2 separate regions of the Rattus norvegicus genome follow, and region 1 is linked to region 2. The links are chromatin contacts, called in public Hi-C maps. All regions are on one chromosome and are shown on one strand. Each heading gives the region's core, a stretch centred on a gene start, on an enhancer-like site or on the middle of the called end of the contact. The rest is flanking DNA. Distances are from core to core; before and after follow the strand shown.

Region 1 (3,075 bases), core at 554-3,053, 180 kb after region 2:
GGATTATAAATTTGTCTAATGCCTGCCTGGATTACAGAGTGTATTCAATACCTGGGTAATCCTATCTCAGCAATCAAAAGTCAGAAAATGGCCAGGCAGTAGAGGTGCATGCATGCCTTTAATCCCAGCAGATGCTGGTGGATCTCTGTGAGTTTGAGGCCAACCTGATCTACAGAGTGAGTTTCAGGACAGACTGTGGCTACACAAAGGGGTCCTGTTGTGAAAGTGGGAGAAAGGGGATCAAAAAAATGGCTAAGGATACAGCTGCATGGTAGAATGTGTCTCGGAATGTGTTAGGCCCTAGGTTCAATCCCTTCTAAAAATATAACATAAAAGGTTCAGATGTCATGTGATCCAGGTTTGTCAACACACTCCAGGATACTCGAAGCAGTGGTAAAAATGCCTAATGCTGTAGTTCTCTCCTATAAACCTGTCGATAAATAATGCCTTACAGTATTTGAAGCTTTATTTCTCTCCACACATTTTTAAGTTTCTCAATAGAAAAAGAAACTGTGTTAGCCAACAAGATACCTGGGCTACTAGGAGAAGGAGAAAGGAGGAGAGAAAGGAGAAGGTGTGTGTGGTGCTCAATGTGCTCAAAGAACATGATATGCTTGACGGAAACTGTCGTTTTGAAGCCTATCATTTTGCCTCGTGTATACCTGTGTATTTAAAAACCTTTCAGTATACGTGGGGATCAATACAGTTATTCATCATTCAGCAGGGCTTCAACTGAGGAAGGAGCAGAATAAACCATGTCATTTCCTTGTTTTCCTTTAAGCATCCCTTTTCTCTCTGTAATGTCTGAAAGTCTTTAAGCCAAGTGAGAGTTGAAGTTGGGGGTTTATGCTTGACTTGGTTTGGTTTGGTGTAGTTCAGTTCAATTCAGTTTGGTTTCATTCATTCTGTACTAAGAATCAAAACCAGGCCATCACTTATGCTAGGCAACTATTCTACTACTAATTTACACCACAGTGGATGCTGTTCCTACACATGGGATCTATATAGTTTTCTTATGGATCTCACTATAGACCTTATATTGGGTCAAAAATTATCCCCCCCTCCTTTACCCTATAATTCATTAATGATGCTCAGTTCTGTGCCAAGAACTTAACATGTAGTTATCTCTTTTGACTTTTAATAGAAAAATATAATGGGAAAGACTCCCACTTTCCAGATAAGGAAATGCAGGTTTCCAAGTAGAGGTGAACCTGCCCAAGGGCAAGTACAGCCAATGAGAAGCAGAACAGAGTTGACTGCTGACTTCAGGCCTCTACTGTTATGCAGAGAATGGGCTTGATGAAGAAGCAAGGGAGGAAGACGGATGCAGCTTATTGGGGCTGCTGTAATTATCTGGGAGAGAGGACTGTAGCTTGGAACTGATGATGATGGGCATTGTACTCATTTGGATTCAGTGTAAAGAAGGTATCAAAACCATTGACAATATTCACTACTTATAATAGTTACACTGGTTACTGATGATAGCCAGTATACTACCAAGTGTTCTTGAGACTTCCTCACAAGCTACCAGAGATGTCCACTTAATTTTTTACTTGTGACATGGAAAATGAAAGCATTCATAGGAGCAGGAGAACTCGGCGCTGTGTGTTCACATTGGCACTGGGAAGGAAGAGGACTAATCACTCTGGCTTCCAGAGAAACAATGAAGCTGATAGACTAAATTGTTCTTTCTTTGAATCAAATCCATCTGAGATTGAAAGAATAGGAAACTTTTCAAAACAAGGTTCACTGTGGGTCAGGAAAATGTGGCCCTAGACTAATAGTCCCTTTCACCGCTGAACGAATGCCACACTCTTCCTTTGTCAGGTCAGAAAATGCAGCTTTGTGTGAAGGTTTCATTCTCCCACCAGCATCCTTTTTAATTTGCCAAGCTGCTTTAAGGGGGAAGCCAACTGGGGCTACATTTTGTTTCCTTTTGTATTTCCATTCAGTCATGTGAAAAAAGAACCCCCAACCCCTGCTTGCTTTTCATTCTTCTCCTGTAGCCCAAGAAAAAAGGCTGTGGAGGAGGCCAAGTTGAAATAAAAAACTGCAAAAGGGAAGAGAAAAAACGACAGTGTCTTCAGGCTCAGCATTGTGTAAACAAACAAGGGAAGGCCTCTGCCCATGGGACTGAAGCCAGGCACATAGGACCAGTTCAAGGCAGGGGAGGGTCTGGTTGGATTCGATTCCAGTAACTGGCCTTTGTGATTTTCTCATTTATTTGCCCTCTGTTATTTGCCTTTGTTTAAGACAATAATATCATGCTATGATATAATCTTGGAGCTCCATTTACAAATGCTCTCAAACATATTAACTCAAGCAAACAAAACTCAGGATTATCTTGGGGCAAATACGCACTCTACAAAGTCTGGGCACTGGCCTCACACATCCATCACCAATGGGCTTCTACTTATCCACAAGGCCAGGAAGGCTTGCTTTTTACTATGTCTCATAATAGGAACACTACTTCATATGATCCGTGCTTTTCATATAGTACATACATACCCACAAGTGAGAAGGCCTGATTGTGTTCAGACAGGGCTGACCAGGAATTTATGCTTCACATCTGTCACAGTGTGGGCGTGTCTTTGCAGTATTTCTCATCCAGAGCCCAGGTAGAGTTCTTCCCAGTGTCTCCAGTCATACCAGTAAAGATATGCCATGATCTTTACTTCACTTTAGAAGATCTCAAACCCAGTCTGGAATCACTTAGCTTGTAGTCTTATAGGTTAATCATAAGAGATACAGACATTGCCATGTTGTCTAGTCAGGGCATAAGAATACAGACTTCTGTGAACCTCATTCTTTCCCAATTACATGACCTTCCACATGGATTCAAGGTCATCAGCTATGAAATATAAAATAGAGTCAGTGGCAGTACTAATGTTGGGTATTTGTGAGTCTGGCTGAAGTCATGATGGTGACATACAAGCAGTGTTTGAAATCCTGTCAATGCACAATAAACAAGTGTTGGTGTACTGACTTAACACCATTGGAGTCTCTGAGACAGGGAAATTTTCACATTGTTCTGAGGAGACACAGAGTCAGTCACCAAGATGGGCATGCAAGAAA
Region 2 (2,936 bases), core at 253-2,752:
GGAGGTGACTTTGACAATGAGAGAGGGAGCCATAAAAGTGTACAAATTCTTCCTCCCTCTGCTTGGCACCCTTCCTTCTGAGTTTAGTGGCTCTCGTGGTTTTTGTCAGGAACCCGGGTACCTGGCTGATAGTTTTCATTTTAATTCCCATAACTGGGTTTTCCTAGAAGAGATGGGCATATCTTAAACATAGTGCCGTTTCTCTTATTTAGCTTGTTCTCCTATCTTGTACCTAAGAAGTCTTTGCCTAACTCAAATATGTGGTTATCTGCAGAGCCTGTTTCCCATTCCCTATTCATATCCATACACACCTGGGGGATCCATATTGCTGGGGGATGGGAGATGATGTCAGTTTATATGTTGGGCCACATAATAGAGTCAAATCACACAGCCCCGTTTAGCCTGTTCCTGCTGCTGGGAAGTGCCACCTGTGTCACTTACCAGTTGTGGGTTTGATCCTTGTTTCTGTATTCCATTGCTTCTGTCTGTGTGCTGTTATTATGCAGACTGTGTTAATGGATCCACAGCTTTTCCTGTGTGCACTGGTCCAGTGTAAACAATTCATTTGCTGTTCATCAAGCTTACAAGCTTCAGCTCTTTGCATCCCAGATACTTTCAGTAGACCCAGTTAGCGAAATGAAATTGTCACAGGATTTGGTCTTCTGATCCATCAGTCTACTTCAGGCTTCCTTTGCTGTGGTCCTCCTTAGTTGCTCTAACACACACTTTGCTAACTTGATGGCTTTCTCTTCTGTGCTATTTTAGACCCACAAGTTCGTGCTGACTTTACAGCTCAACATTCATCAAACATTTACATACAATTTTCTAGTTCTTGGTGCCAGATTGCTTTGAACCCCTGTGTCGTGAGGCATACTCTGCTCTATTTATATCCTATAGTCTAATGCATAATTGGGTCTGCACACGTCTCTGCCAACCACCTTTCACAACTGCTTGTCACACACACACAGCTGATACACAGCACTGAGTCACAGCCATGTCTCTTTAAGGAGAACTTGCTTTTATATATTGGTTCATTTGCTACTCACTTCTGAAGGAATTTTAAGACAGGACCTCACTCCCTCACCCTTACCGACCTCGAGTACATGATTTTTCTCAGCAGCCCTGTGAGTACTGGGATTGCAGATGTGCCCCGCCATGCCTGCCAAAGATGCCTTGTTCAGTACACATCACTGGGTCATTAACACAGCACGCAGGGCTGGCTGCACTAGAATTGGCGCCTGAACTAAGCTTATCTAAAATGTCCTTCCTAATTCATGGCACAGAATTCTTGCACCGAGGGATCCTGTGTAGCACTACGCTTGGGGAAGGATTTCACAGCAAATAACCAGCGAAAAGCACAGTAATGTGAAAAACTTGGTGCTAAACAGAGCATGCGAGTTTCTAGTATGCAAATGAAAGAGGCGGGCAGAGCATTACCTCCCTCCTACTGCACCAGGAGCTCTTGAGGGATGATGGGAACTTTCCGTTATGCTGCACATGCCAGCAAAGCCCAAGAAAACAACAAGAGTGCAGAACTGAGGCCATGACTAAATCATATCAAGCAGGCAAATTCAAACAGACAAAAATCTATGAAAGTCAAAGATCAACTGTGTTGTTTAAATAAAGTCACACTGCTCTCAGTGAGTTGTAACATTAAAAAAATCAAATCTTGAATGTCCAGGACAGGGCTTGGAGATGGTTCAGTTTGTAAAGGGCTCGCCATGCAAATGTGAGCCTGTGTTCCATCCCCAGAACCCACAGGGGATACCTAGTGAACTGGTGACAGGTGTAATCTCAGTGCTGGGAAGGCAGAGGTAGGGACATTGGCCAGCCAGTCTAGCCTAATTGGTGAGTTCAAAACCAGTGAGAGACCATGTTTCAAGAGAGGTGGCTGGCCTTTCCAGAGAGTATGGCCTCCATCTCCGGGAGCACATATGCATGCATACACACATGTGCACATGCACACACCAACATGTACACATGTAGAAGTGAGTAAATTACACTTCAGACATTTGGCTTAATCCTGCTGTTTTAACTTTTTATCTACCCTTAAAGTTGCCTGTTCTACCTTCTTTGCAGCTCAAGTTCTTTTTTGTGTATGTGTGTGTATGTGTGTGCCTAGGCACATGTGTACATGTCAGAGGGCAATTGGAGGAGTTGGATTTTACACTGTCTGGGTTCTACCAACCAAACTCTGGGTTTTCAGCAAATACCTTCACCCAGTGAGCCACCTGGCTGGTCTTCAACTTCTCCTTTAAGATACCATCCATTTTTACTTTGGTTATTTCTACAGTCACATCTTAGAAGAATTACTGTTTGGGCTTGAAAGAGCCTTTTAAAAGTTTCCAGAGACCTCCTAGTGCTTACCTCCCTAGAATCTAGCAGACGGGTGACACCAGTTTAACCTGACCCTCTCCATTTCTGATCTTATACCTCCTCCTCCTCCTCCTCCTCCTCCACAGCACTCCCCCTCCTCTCCTGCCCCCTCCTCTTCCTCTTCCTCTTCCTCTTCCTCTTCCTCTTCCTCTTCCTCTTCCTCCTCTAGCCCAGGTTGATTCTGGATCCTTCAGCTTCCTCCTCTCATAAGCTTATCAACAGAAAATGAGGTCCATGGCCACCACCAACCTATGTTACACTTTCTTCTGTCACTCTTCATGTCTTTTCTGTGGTTGGTGGAAACTTAAAAAAATTCCCGCTTCTTGCATTAAGAGTCTTTGCATAAGATGATTGGTGCCTCACGCTCTTCCACAAAATACTGTCATAGGAAGGAAAGTTCAGCAGAAGGAAAGGATTAAGTTGTTGAGGAAAAGTCCTTATCTCATTTTGCTCTAGTGTCAGCCGTACTCACTGTTGATTTGAGACCACGGAAGTCAGGATTGTGAAATAAGAGAGGACCCCCCCCCATCAGAATCCAGGTCCTACTGGAGAGCATGATT

What was found. A called contact is a pair of places that touch in the nucleus more often than the background predicts.
Region 1: a Hi-C map of frontal cortex shows a contact between it and region 2, with 3 times the contacts expected there. The contact joins two enhancer-like sites. A contact is called at or near these places in 6 of 12 Hi-C or Micro-C datasets (the A7r5 cell line, the Rat2 cell line, Schwann cells and 3 more).

Annotation. Positions count from the first base shown.
Region 1 is chr1:229,827,583-229,830,657 of GRCr8, forward strand. The region is part of intron 8 of Trpm3 (transient receptor potential cation channel, subfamily M, member 3); the gene reads left to right. Among named protein-coding and RNA genes, the nearest start is that of Mir204, 86 kb to the left of the region's middle. Within about 2 kb of position 1,804, at least 15 of the 93 cell types and tissues checked have an H3K27ac peak or open chromatin away from gene starts, as enhancers often do.
Region 2 is chr1:229,647,864-229,650,799 of GRCr8, forward strand. The region is part of intron 1 of Trpm3 (transient receptor potential cation channel, subfamily M, member 3); the gene reads left to right. It overlaps LOC108349823 (a long non-coding RNA gene), which reads right to left. Exons shown (of 3, transcript XR_005494852.2): 3 at 2,459-2,936. Among named protein-coding and RNA genes, the nearest start is that of Mir204, 94 kb to the right of the region's middle. Within about 2 kb of position 1,503, at least 8 of the 93 cell types and tissues checked have an H3K27ac peak or open chromatin away from gene starts, as enhancers often do.